Linked DNA regions of Sus scrofa: region 2 is linked to region 1. A link is a contact called in public Hi-C data. All regions are on one chromosome and are shown on one strand. The core of a region is the stretch at or near the end of the contact, and the rest is flanking DNA. Distances in the headings are between cores, read along the strand shown. Region 1 holds the start of MSI2 (RNA-binding protein Musashi homolog 2-like). Region 2 holds the start of SRSF1 (serine and arginine rich splicing factor 1).

Region 1 (6,661 bases), core at 2,706-5,205:
ACACTAACCAGTTCATTTATGAGGCCAGTATAACCAGACAAAGCAATATGGAAGGGAATAAATTGCAGCAAATTTGACTTATGGACATGGGTACAAAAACACCTACAAGGAAATTAGAGGTTCACCTTCATTCATTCGTTCATGCTTTCATTCGTTCCAACAAACATCTGCTGAGCGTCAACCATGCACCAATAGGCACTGAGCTAATACTTGGAGAGCAGAAATGGACAGGAGCTTAGGACTTAGCGGAGGAGATAAGCAATAAAGCAAATGATCACACAGGGTAGGGTACCCAGAGGACATTCTGGCAGGATAACAGTGCCTACCGAGAGGGATTCAACCCATCAGAGAGGTCAGGGAATGCTTTCCAGGCACATTAGCAGAGTAAGAATGAGTGTGGGAAGGGTGTTTAGGAGTCTTGCAACAGCGGCTCCAGTAGGACATCTGAGCTGCAGTAGCAGGAAAGGTGAATTTGAGATTAAGAAGTAAAACCAACAGTTCTTCCTGACGGATTGCACATGGGAAGGTGTCAACCTGGAGAGGGGCCAACCTTGTCTTGAAGATGGCTGAGGATTGTTCATGCAGAGAGGGAACCTTAAAGGAGGGTCAGATTTAGGGGAAAAGAGCGTGCATGTGGTTTTGGATAGGCTGAGTTTGGGGGACCTTTGGGAAGGCTAAGAGGGGATATTGAATAAGAAATTAACCAGAGCTGGAGGGAGATTTTAATTTTTTTTTTTTTTTTTGTCTTTTCTAGGGCCATACCCGCAGCATATGGAGGTTCCCAGGCTAGGGGTCTAATCCAAGCTGTAGCTGCCGGCCTACACCAGAGCCACAGCAACACGGGACCCAAGCTGCATCTGCAACCTACACCACAGCCCATGGTGATGCCGGCTCCTTAATCCGCTGAGCGAGGCCAGGGATCGAACCCGCCACCTCATGGTTTCTAGTCGGATTTCTTAACCACCAAGCCACGGCGGGAACTCCGAGAGATTTTAATTTGAGTGACATCAGCATGTAGGGGGTACTGAACCCATGCTTCAGAGGTTCTCACACACGGAAAGAGTGTAAATGCGGGAGAGAATGAATACCAATATTTAAAGGAAAGGCAGAGGAGGAGGAGTCAGGGCAAAGAGAGGAGGAATGGCTGGAGAGGAGGATGCAAACCAGGAGGGTGTGGGTATCAAGGTTGCCAAGGGAAGAGTGTGACAAGAAAGGCGTGTCCCAGTGTCATGGGCTTTAGAAGACCAAGAGTGTGGCAGACTGACATGGTCCTGGAATTCTGCTGGCCCAGGGAATACACAGAGGGAGTGAGTTAGAGGAGAAATGCACAATAATAACAATAATGGAAATAATAATAATAAACCATTACGTATATTATGCAAAGAAACATCTGTAACTTGGTTATGGTGGGGGTTACTCGCCTCCATGCATTTGTCAAAACTCCGAATTACAGGCCCAGAAGAGTCAACGTTACTGCATAGAAATTAAAATTAAATAAATAGAAACCACGTAGTGTTGGTGATTTAAGCTCCAACTTTCTCTCAGCCACTGACTTTATAACTGCAGCACCGGCCCCTCGCAGGGTTTCAGTTCTGTTCAGCGCACGCAGGTCTGCAACAGGGAACAAGGGCACCCCACTCTCTGTCCTTGAGAAGGACAGAATACATGTGTCTGCAGCAGAGCCAGAGGGCGTGGGACTGATGGCCAGAGCCCCTGTAAGGAACTGACAGGTGGAGGTGGGGCGTAGCCTGGAAAGCCTGGTTCCTCTGGGCTCCCCGATGTAAGATGAGGGGTTGGACCAGGAAAGGCCTTTCTGCCTCTGATGGTCTGCGGGTCTCGTGTAAAAATCCCACACAAAATCCAATTAGCTCTGTTTGGTATTGAGAATAGCCACAATAAACAATTACCGTAATAACAACTGGCTCTTCCATACACAGGACCCCAGATGATTCGGAAAGCAGTTTGGAGGGAGGGAAAATGCTTGGGTTTAAAGTTTTAAAGTGCCTTCTAAAAATCACATGAAGTAATGATTGATAAGGCACACAGCTCACAGCTCATGTGGGCTTGCAATCAAAAAGGGACTTTTCCATGTGTTCATTTCAATCCCTCCCCTCCCTCTATCAAGGAAGAATGATCCCAGTTTAGGAGACAGATTAATAAGAGTCTGGTCACTCAAGGCTTTGGCTGATGTTGGGATTTTCCAAAGATTCCATTTTCCCAAGAGCCACAGTGGATTTGGTACAGTTTTGGCATTGAGTGTATTCCATTGTGTCCTAATCCAATGAAAATGAATGGAAAAGTGTTAATTGGGCATCAATTCATGCTTAACATTAATCTGAGTATTTGATGAACCACAACTTTATGTTGCCCCTCATGCCATATTAACTCAATTTATTGTAATGATTTAAAACAATAAGGATAATTACATCCTTATTGTTTTAAATACCCCATAAATTGAATCCAGCCTGAATTTGGCCCGCCTGAAATTTGCTGTTTAAATGTGAGATGTTTGGGGGAAGCTACAGAAACGTCTTTTTGGAGTTATCAGTGCGGGAAAGGATGAGAAGCAGCACTTTTTAAGCACCTACTGTGTACCAGGACCTGTGCTGCACCACTACTCCTAAGGTGGCCAGGGTGAGCGTATTTGAAGCCTTCTGCCACCCTCAGCTACCTCCACAGATGGTGGGGGGCTTGGTCTTAATTTACATTTCATGCACTTCTCTACCTCAGCATAGAAACAATAAGACATACATAAAACGAAGGGGTTGAGAGGGGTTTCCTCAAATAACCACCCTTCCCAGCCCTCCCGGAGGTGCTCCCAAACTATTTCTCTTTATACGCAAAAATTTGATTTGAACTCCAATCATTTGACCTTGACCCCTATAAACCTATTTTATTATATTTTTTAAACTCCCTATGATTAACGCGGAAACCCTTTCTTCGGCATTTTCTCACCACTGGAATCGCGTCAGTTTCCTCAAAGTTCCAAAATAACCTTTCCCGGGCACGGATTTCGTACCTCTGCCAGGGAAGGGCGGGGAGCGGCGCAAGACGTGCCGGTTTGGAGCGAGAGCCAGAGAGAACTTCCAGCGCGAGAGGAAAATAAAACTTGTGGCTGGCGTTGGTGCGGGAGGGTCTCCGCAATCCTGAAGGCCCCCGACCTAGAGGGGTCTCGGGGGCCGCCCGAGGAGCGCCAGGGTCTGGGTTTGATCCCGACGTCCTTGACCTAAATTTCTGCGCGGTGGCTGGAAAAAGGGCGCAGAGCCGGGAGGGCGGCTGGTGCCATCCCCGGATCCCGGCGGCTGGGGCTGGGGAACTTGAATGGAGAGGCCGACCTAGAAGGGGTGGGGGGCGTCTTCTCCCCAGCCCGAGTGCGGAGCGGTGGCCAGCTCCCCGCGCTTCCCCCTCCCCCGATCCACCCTCCCCACGCAGCCCATGTGATCGAGGGAAGTCGGGGTGCGCTCCCCCCGCCCCCCGGCCCGGCCCGCCCGGAGGCGGGGCCCCTCGGGCCGCGGGGTTCGCGCACCGCCCCCGTGGGTCCGGCTGCGGGGGGCCGAGTGTGCGCGCGCGGCAGGCGGGGGCCGCACCGGGGTGCGTGACGTCACCGGCATTGGTTACACGACGTTCTAGAACTCCGCCCCACGTGCGCCGGGAGGAGGGGGAGGAGGAGGGGATGGGGGTGGGGAGGAGGAGGGGGAGAGGTGGGGATGGGCCGGGGGGGCGGGGACGGGGGGTGTGCGAGCAGCGGGGCTGAGCTAAGCCGAGCCCACGTGTGACGGCTCTCGCCGCTGCCCCGGCTCCGCCGCTCGCTGAGAGATTCGGAGGAGCCCGGGCGGGGGGGAGGAGGAGGGGGAGGAGGGAGCGGGAGATCTCGGGGCTCGGAGCCGGCCGCCGCTCCGCTCCGATCGCTGTGGGGCTCGGTTTTTTGGGGGTGGGGGGGCGGGGGGGCTCAGATATGGAGGCAAATGGGAGCCAAGGCACCTCGGGCAGCGCCAACGACTCCCAGCACGACCCCGGGTAAGTTTCCAGCCGCTGCCCACCGCGCCGCCTCGGGCTCGCTCTCCTTGCAGCGGCGGGGACGGCGGTGCGCGGAGCCGGGCATCTCCCGCGCCCCCCCGCCCCTCCCGCGCGCCCCCCCGTGGAAGTTACACACCTTTGGATTGCATTTCGCCGTCACCTTCTCCCCCACCCCACCTCCCGGCTCTCGCTCGCTCGCTCCCCCCTGCTTTCCTTTTAGCTTTTGTAAGTTACACGTCAAAATGGCCGATCTGACATCGGTGCTCACTTCTGTTATGTTTTCTCCCTCTAGTAAAATGTTTATCGGTGGACTGAGCTGGCAGACCTCACCAGGTAAGGGAGGGAGGGGGGGACGCCTGGGTCCCCCCCTTCTTGGCTTCTTTATTGCTCTTTGTTATCCCGGTGTAGGAGCCCCCCCCCGCCATTGGCTCCCCACTTCTCCTGTGCAAGGTTATTTTTTTAAATAGCAAATCCTTTCCGAGCCCTCTACGCGACCTCTGTTGCCGAATTTCCCCCGCGTGTGCAAAAAACCCCCCAGAATAACAACAGAAAACTACTTTTGGTTTTTGTCCTTGATCAAAATTTGCATTGCTTTTTTTTTTCCCCACACCTTCTCCCCCCCCATCTCTCTCTTTCTCTCTACAGATAGCCTTAGAGACTATTTTAGCAAATTTGGAGAAATTAGAGAATGTATGGTCATGAGAGATCCCACTACGAAACGCTCCAGGTAAACCATTCCCTTCTGGATTTTGTCTTTATTTTAGAAGAAAGTTTAAGTGTTATTTTTGGAGGTGTCTTCGGTAGTAGCTAAGCGGATTTAGAATGGGGCTCAGGCATGTGGCTGATTTCGAACGTCGCTCAGTCTCCCCCCCCCATTAACCCCAAAGGTTATTAATTGGGGCTGAACTCTGGCTACAGAGATGCCCATGTTTCTGCTTTAAGTCATTTCTCCGTCGCTTCTTTTTCTCCTGTTTCAAATGACATTCAGCTTCCATTCACTTTCCACATAGTTTTCTTTTTTTTCCCCTCCCTTCCCTATGTATCCTTTCCCCGCACTCCCAGTTCCCCAAACTCTTAAAGCCCCTCTTGGAAAGCTGGATGAATCTCCTCTAAGTGCTGGGTTTTCTTCGGAATAAAACAAAGCGTTAAAGAAAGGGAAGGGAGGAGGAGGAGGAGAGAGATTGAGGTGGCGAAAGAGTGGAGATACCAGCGTTCTCCAAGTTACCTCCAGCCGCCCTGCCCCCGTTCCACTTCCCCCATTAACCTTGATGTGTTTCCTTGGGAGGCGGAGGGCTGTAGGCAGGAGGGGGTGGGGAGGGCGCCGGGGAGTGGGGGTGCGTGGGGGCAACTTTTTGCTTTCCATTCTGCGTTGGGGCTCACTCCTTGTTGCTCTCAACGGTGTCACATTTTCTTGTTTGTTTTTCTCCCTCTTTGTCTCATTTCAGAGGCTTCGGTTTCGTCACGTTCGCAGACCCAGCAAGTGTAGATAAAGTACTAGGTCAGCCCCACCACGAGTTAGATTCCAAGACGGTAGGTTGCTTTTCCTTGTTGTTGTTGTTCGCCCCTTTTCAGGACCGATCTGGGCATTGACAGCCCTATTTAAAGAGACAGTGCCTTCTTTTGCTGCTGTGCTGAGAAGTGGGTACTTTGAAGTAGAGCTTGCGAGTTGGTTCTAAAGTTTGCTGCGACGGCTGGGTTGGGGGTTTTCTTTTTAGAGCTTGTTTCCCTGCAGCCCCTGAGGCTGCCCAGCCTAGGCTTGGGGGAGGGGTCGGCTTGGGGAGAGGCTATCTTCCAGGCCAAAGGACCATGCAAAGAAACTCCACCACCGAGAGAGAGCCGAGGCAACTTTTCTTTGTCAGCCGAGCACAGCCCGCGTTACCAACTGTGGCTGTAGGAATTGGCTCTTAGAAGGCACAGCCTGCTTGGCGGAGGGGGACAGGGGGCGGAAGGAGGTGAGGGGGCGCTAATCACAGTCCAGGCAACAGGTTCCTCTTGGGCACTTCGGGCTGGGAATGTGGTTTGAGAAGGGAAAGAAAGAGGCTTTACAGAGCCAAGCTGGGCAGGCAGTGGGTGACTCCAGATGGTGTGAAATCTAAGGCTGATAAGGCCTTGGGTTTCAACGTGTCTTTTTTTTTTTTTTTTCTTTTTCTTTTTCTTTTCTTTTCTTTCCCTCGATCCTTTATTTTGAGTGTGGGTACTTTTATAGCATTAGAAGGTTTTCAAGTCCAGGGTTGAGGGGGGTAAAAGTCTCTTTGAGGCCAGAAGGGAAGAAAGTATCAGTGGATAATAATACATTTTATGGGGGAGTGGGAGGGGAGTTGATCTGATTTATGCTGGCTCTCCTGCCTTCCCTGTGTGTCTGTCTAGGAGAATTTCAGTACTGGCTTTTGTACGTCCACCTAAAGCAGGGGCAGGGGATCCGAGGTGGTGCTGGGATGCAGTGCTGGGCTGCTGGGGGCTTCGCCTCTGTGGTGGGTGGGTGGGAGGGAGAAGGCAAGGAATCTGATTCTAGGCCCAGCTGCTGGTTCAAGACCCGGCAAGTTGTTCCCTGCCTCTAGGCCACAGTTTCCTCTTCTGTAAAATAAAGGAGTGGGACAGAGCAGTCTTGAAGTCCTTTTGGGCTTTAACCCTGTATGGAAGAGCT
Region 2 (6,094 bases), core at 1,218-3,717, 740 kb after region 1:
AGAGTTTTAAAGAGTAAAGCAATTGTAGCCAAATATAACTGCATAAAATGTTTTCAAGTGTTTTAAGATAGATGTATATAATCACTTTAAACCCTTGCCTTTTAGTATAAGGTCAATACTGCCAATTTCATCTGTGACAATAGCACTTGGAGTCATACCATTGCCTCCATTATTGATCTGATCCTCCTCAATCCTCCTTTTGACAATCCTAAAATGATTGAAATGTGCTCCACAATCCTTAATCCAAAGCATTCTTAATCCATCTCTTCAGATATGTCTACAGAAAGACACATGAAAAGCAAGATAAACATAAGAACTTCCCCAGGTAAGATAACCACCAACACCCCCAACATCCCAGTTCACACAAACCAGAGCAGAATAGACATTTACACAGTATCACAGTCTGAAGAGCATGGAGAGTTAACTAAATTTAAACAATCCTGTCTATGACATCACTTAAAATACAATTTATCAGACATGAGGGGAATGTAGATGTTAGGAGCAAGGGGATATTACACAAGAATGCAATTCAACACTTTAGCCCACTCTGAACAAAAACAGTTTTGAATTAAAAAATGAAAAGATTGTACTGAATAAAGGAAAACTGTATACAACATGGGTTCTACAAAAAAGTGTCACCAATCATCTTATGTACGAGAGCGAGATCTGCTATGACGGGGAGAATAGCGTGGTGATCCTCTGCTTCTCCTTGGGGAATAACTGCGACTCCTGCTGTTGCTTCTGCTACGGCTTCTGCTACGACTACGGCTTCGAGATCGAGATCTTCCATAACTTGGACTTCTGGGCCCATCAACTTTAACCCGGATGTAGGCAGTTTCTCCCTATTGGATAGACAGAACTTTCGATTGAAAGATCTAAGCTTTCACCTGTCTTCAGGCATGCTGAATGAATCAACGTAACTCAAACCAGAAATCTGGCACTTTACTGGGTTTTTACTTGGACACCCTTGCCTGAATCTTACCTTCAAATTCCACTGTTAAGACCACTGTATCCAATTCTGGCCAAGGAAAAGAATATAACCTACCTCATGAGATCTAAACTTAGTGTTATCCAGTTTTCGAACTGCATAGGTCATATCTTCTTTCCGTACAAACTCCACGACACCAGTGCCATCTCGGTAAACATCAGCATAACATACATCACCTGCTTCACGCATGTGATCCTTCAAATCCTGCCAGCTTCCACTTGGAGGCAGTCCTGAAAAAGTGCGTTTTCTTTCAATACCAATTATCCTAAGTTTCACATTAAACATAAAGGTTACATTAAAACAAGACTTAAAACCAACGGTCTTTAACATCCCGTTTAACGAGCTGTTAAAAGAGTTCGGAATCAAGAGTCCAAAATTATTTGTAAAGTTAAGGCTCTTCTTATCTTCTAGGTACTGCAACCTAATTCGCTAAGTCTCAAATAGAGTAGTCCTTGTTAACTAAAGTCACCCAAGGCACTCCGGTTTAAGTGAAGACCTGGCATGAAAACACCAAGAAAAACTTCAAAACGGTGTGCGGTCCCCTTATCATCAATCCGCACGGACCCGCCAACTCACCAGAGACAACCACTCTGTTTTCAGAACGCCTGGATGGGGGGCCATAGCGCCCTCGGGGAGCCCCGCCGCCACCACCCCCGCCGCCGCCTCGGCCGGTACCACGGCCGCTTCGAGGAAACTCCACCCGCAGACGGTATCCATCGTAATCATAGCCGTCGCGACCATACACCGCGTCTTCTGCGTCTCTGCGTGACCAGAGAAAGCCAAGGGGTAAGGAAAAGAAGAAAAAAAAAAAAAAAGGGCCAGGAGGGGCGGCTCACTCCGCCGGGGAGCGAGCGGGCCCCCGCACATGCGCACCGGGGTGGAAGAGCCCACATGCGCCGCATAATAGGAACGGCCCCTCCCCCACCCAGAAGCACGCCAGGCTCCCGACCACTCCAGCAGCCCTCGGCGCCTCAGTTTCCCGCTCCGAGCCTGCGAGTCGGCTCTAGGGACGTCCGTGGGGCCCGGCCACCAGAGGAGCCACGCCGACTCGGCTCCTTACTCGACTCCTGCATGGGCGATATCGTCTGGCCCCCAACCCAAGAACCCACCGCCCCATTCCCCAAGTGAAGGCCCCGGAGCCTTCCCCAACTACTCCAACCTATTTCCTCAAGGCCGCAAGCCCCTGGCCGCCTCACCGCGGGTCCTCGAACTCAACGAAGGCGAAGGGCGGTCCTCCGCGGCGATTCTTCAGGTCGATGTCGCGGATAGCACCGTATTTGTAGAACACGTCCTCAATGTCCTTGGTTCGGATGTCTGGAGGTAAGTTACCCACGTAGATGCGGCAATCGTTGTTCCCTGCCGGGCCACGGATCACACCACCTCCCGACATGGCGGCGACGAAAAGCGCGGACTCGAGAACAGGCCTTCCCACCAAGCCTAGCGAGCGGGAGAGCGAGCCCGCAGCGACACCACGTCTCCCGCGGCCCCTCCAAAATGGCGCCTTTATCAGCTCGGCGCACGGATATGGGGGGGAGGGAGGAAGAGAAGCGGGAGGAAGCAGCTATTCGATCTCACTACGCACGCGCAAGAGCGTAACGGGTGCTGCGAGAGTGACGCTCGCGCAAGCGCGACGTCACCCTCCGCGCGAAGGGAAAAAAGTTCCCGCCTTCCCGATTTGTCGAGGGGTTTAATAAGGGAGTGACCAGCCTTGTGGCAAAATTAAATATAGAGCTCTCGTAAAAGGGGTTATTAATCTCTGTCGAATCCTAAAGAATCAGCAGTTTCCTCAGGAATGTTTCTCTCAAAAAAACGGCGTCTTGAAAGTATTTGGTGAAACCTAGCCTAAAGCTAGGTCCCACCATGCTCTGCGCTGTTAACGGCCTTTGGCGGGAAAGACTGCCGGGGGCGGAGTCAAAGGGGGAGGGACCAGGCGGTTGCTCCGGAAACACGGGCATCCTTGGAGAGTGCACCTCGTTCAGGAGTCGCGTTGCGGGTGAATCAACGCGGAGCCGAGACGTGACTTTGTCTTCCCGCCCCATCTGCGAACGGGCCGTGGACTGCTTGGACGACTGTCTAATGCAGGGGAACCTGGCTGAGACGCTTTAATAAATATTCTACGCTAAGTACCGTTCCACCTTCGGTTCAGAACTGACCTCAGTTCAACGCTCCTTGTGCTCGTGGCGGTAATTCCTGGCGGCATCAGCCAACCAGGACCCAGACCTCTGCTTCTTTTTTAAATCACCTATCGCCAGGGCCCAGCGCAGCGGAGAGGTCCAGTGAAGGTTTGCAGAATGAATTGTGTCTGTTATTTCTACAACGTCTTTCAAAGAACGAAAAAGACGCGCGCCCTCCTGTTTGTATTGCAGAATCCTGACGTTCCTTCCTTTTTTGGAACTCATTAGCAAATCTCTCAGGTAATATGAATGAGCAAAGTGGATGTGTGAGGATTTCTGTGACCACTGGAGACCGAAGTGGCGGCTTAAGGACTCATCTCGCCAGCATGTTGGTCCAGGGAGATAAGAACTTGTTACATTTTGCCACGGAGCCATCTGAAATCTGGATTTTTATATGAAATACTGGGATTTTAAAATATTAATGGTGAATTCAAATTAAAAAAAAAACCCTGTCATAAATATGCTGAAACAGGTCTGCACCCTGATTGAGAGGATGATTTTCTTCATTTTTATTTATTCGCATCAATCCCTCTCCCCAGTGATGTGATGCTGTTTACAGAGATACCAGAAAACGTTATTGCAATTGAATGGAGAAATCACGGAGAATATAAGGGGAAATTAAAATGAAGTCATGGATAAAGTTAATACACAAAATGGCTGCAGTAAAAATTTGTGAGTTCTAAAGATGGATTACAAATTTGACCCTAGTCATCATGGCAGTCACAGTAAAGAAGGAAACAGTATATTCAAGATCCAAAGTGCCTTAAAAAGATTTTTCAGAAGGTCATGTTTTCAGTTCTAAAAGGCGATTGCATGTATTTTAACAGTGTTCTCAGTAATCCCAAAATGCAAATTTAATTTGCTGCTCAACAGATTCACAGAAGATCTTTAGTAGTAGTCCTTGAAATCTGATGGTTTTCAAAACTGGGTATCGCACAGTTTTTTTGTCTTTTAGATCATCCTCCAATGATAGATATTTTTTTTCTTCCTGCGGCATGTGGAAGATTCCAGGCTAGGGTTAAAATCAGAGCTGCAGCTGCCAGCCTACACCACAGCCACAGCAATGCAGGATCTGAGCTGCATCTGTGACCTATGCCACAGCTTGCGGCAACGCTGGGTCCTTAACCCACTGAGCAAGGTTGGGGATCGAACTCGCCTCCTCATGGATACTAGTCGGATTCTTTTTTTTTTTTTTTTTTTTTTGTCTTTTTGCTGTTTCTTGGGCCGCTCCCACAGCGTATGGAGGTTCCCAGGCTAGGGGTCGAATCGGAGCTGTAGCCACTGGCCTATGCCAGAGCCACAGCAACTCGGGATCCGAGCCGCGTCTGCAACCTACACCACAGCTCACGGCAACGCCGGATCCTTAACCCACTGAGCAAGGGCAGCTACCGAACCCGCAACCTCATAGTTCCTAGTCGGATTCGTTAACCACTGTGCCACGACAGGAACTCCCAAGTCGGATTCTTAACCTGCTGAGCTACAACAGGAACTCCTCAATGATATATTTTTAAACCAAACTTTCAATTTAAAAGAAGACACTGATAATTTTTAAAATGAGAAGCTGACTAAAAGGGACACTATTTCAACAAATTTATTTAGTCCTATTTGGTTAGTAGCAGAAGAGATGAGAGGTTTTTTTTTTTTTAATTGCAGGTGTACAATGTGTTGGTTCTTACATTCAGTAGGTTTACTGAGCACAGTTTCTTTCTGTTCTAACTTTCTCCATTCACTTGTTGTTATTCAGATTTGTCTTCTGTTGATTAATATTAAGTTGATAAACCAAAGTAGTTTAAACATAAGTGCTTATAATTTCAAGGCATCTTCATTCCAGAAAAATAAGAAAACTATGAATTTGCTTCGATTTATTCTTGTCCAATTTAATGCAGCCATTTCTGATTTTGTTCAGGTATGCGGGTAGAATTTAGTATACAGTGAATAGGACATTCTTATTTCTCTATCAGCTTCTCTTATTTTATTTGAATGTCACCAAATTATAGGTTCTAGGGTCTATGACAAGGTCAGGAGCTAGCAGGAAAAGTCTGGGCGGCTGTTTATCAGATCTCCTAGGATGACATTAGCTGAAAATGATTACATTTAAGGGTGTGATCTTCTACTGTCAGTGTCCCAGACTGGCATGTTTTGGTCCACAAGAGTAAAAAGCAAGACAACAAATATCCAAACCATTTGTTCATTTGTTTGGGGCTGGGGGCGGGGTGAGGCAGTTCTTTTTCTTTTTCTTTTTTTTTTTTTTGTCTTTTTTGGGGCTGGTTCCCAGGCTAGGAGTCTCGTTGGAGCTGTTGCCCCTGGCCTATGCCAGAGTCACAGCAGCGCCAGATCCGAGCTGTGTCTGGGACCTATACCACAGCTTAAGGCAACGCTGGACCCGTAACCCACTGAGTGAGGCCAGGGATCCAACCCGCAACCTCATGGTTCTTAGTCGGATTCATTTCCACTGCCCCATGATAGGAACTCCTAGGCAATTCATTTTTGATAACCAGGATATTCAGATTGTACCTACCAAGAAAACTTTTGGCAGGTCTAGAAAGCAAATCAGGCAGTTTCTTAGTAAATGAGGAATCAAAAGAAAAGGAAGTGAATTGTTTTGAGAGAGAGTTGATTCAGGTCTTGGTGAGGAATCAAAAGAAAAGGAAGTGAGTTGTTTTGAGAGAGAGTTGATTCAGGTCTTGGTGAGACCTGATAAATGATCCCTGCCCCTCAACAGGATCACACCCTCTGGATTTTGTCTCTCTGTTCCCTGAATAATACTGGGTCAAGATTGGCAATTCCCTTTCTGTAGTCTTATCTTCTTTCTCTAAACAGTTGCTAGACAGTTGAATTGATTTCTGCTAACCTGATTGTAACCACTTCGGTTTTGGCTCCTGAGATTATATCCTCATCTTAATTGGAGCCTTGGAGTGTTTCTAAACTTCTC

What was found. A called contact is a pair of places that touch in the nucleus more often than the background predicts.
Region 2: a Hi-C map of skeletal muscle shows a contact between it and region 1, with 6 times the contacts expected there. The contact joins the promoter of SRSF1 here to the promoter of MSI2 in region 1. A contact is called at or near these places in 5 of 47 Hi-C or Micro-C datasets (embryonic fibroblasts, heart right ventricle, mesenteric adipose tissue and 1 more) and 1 of 2 datasets of contacts at active chromatin or transcription factors (skeletal muscle).

The regions. Positions count from the first base shown.
Region 1 is chr12:33,533,320-33,539,980 of Sscrofa11.1, forward strand. It overlaps MSI2 (RNA-binding protein Musashi homolog 2-like), which reads left to right and starts at 3,956. Exons shown (of 13, transcript NM_001315780.1): 1 at 3,956-4,017; 2 at 4,310-4,350; 3 at 4,663-4,744; 4 at 5,463-5,547. The coding sequence starts at 3,956. LOC110256167 (a long non-coding RNA gene) reads right to left here and starts at 3,627. Exons shown (of 3, transcript XR_002337445.1): 1 at 3,020-3,627.
Region 2 is chr12:34,279,651-34,285,744 of Sscrofa11.1, forward strand. It overlaps SRSF1 (serine and arginine rich splicing factor 1), which reads right to left and starts at 2,468. Exons shown (of 4, transcript NM_001038007.1): 1 at 2,185-2,468; 2 at 1,565-1,749; 3 at 1,046-1,218; 4 at 1-842. The coding sequence starts at 2,378. The coding sequence ends at 648. LOC110256034 (a long non-coding RNA gene) reads left to right here and starts at 1,758. Exons shown (of 2, transcript XR_002337195.1): 1 at 1,758-5,784; 2 at 5,844-6,094.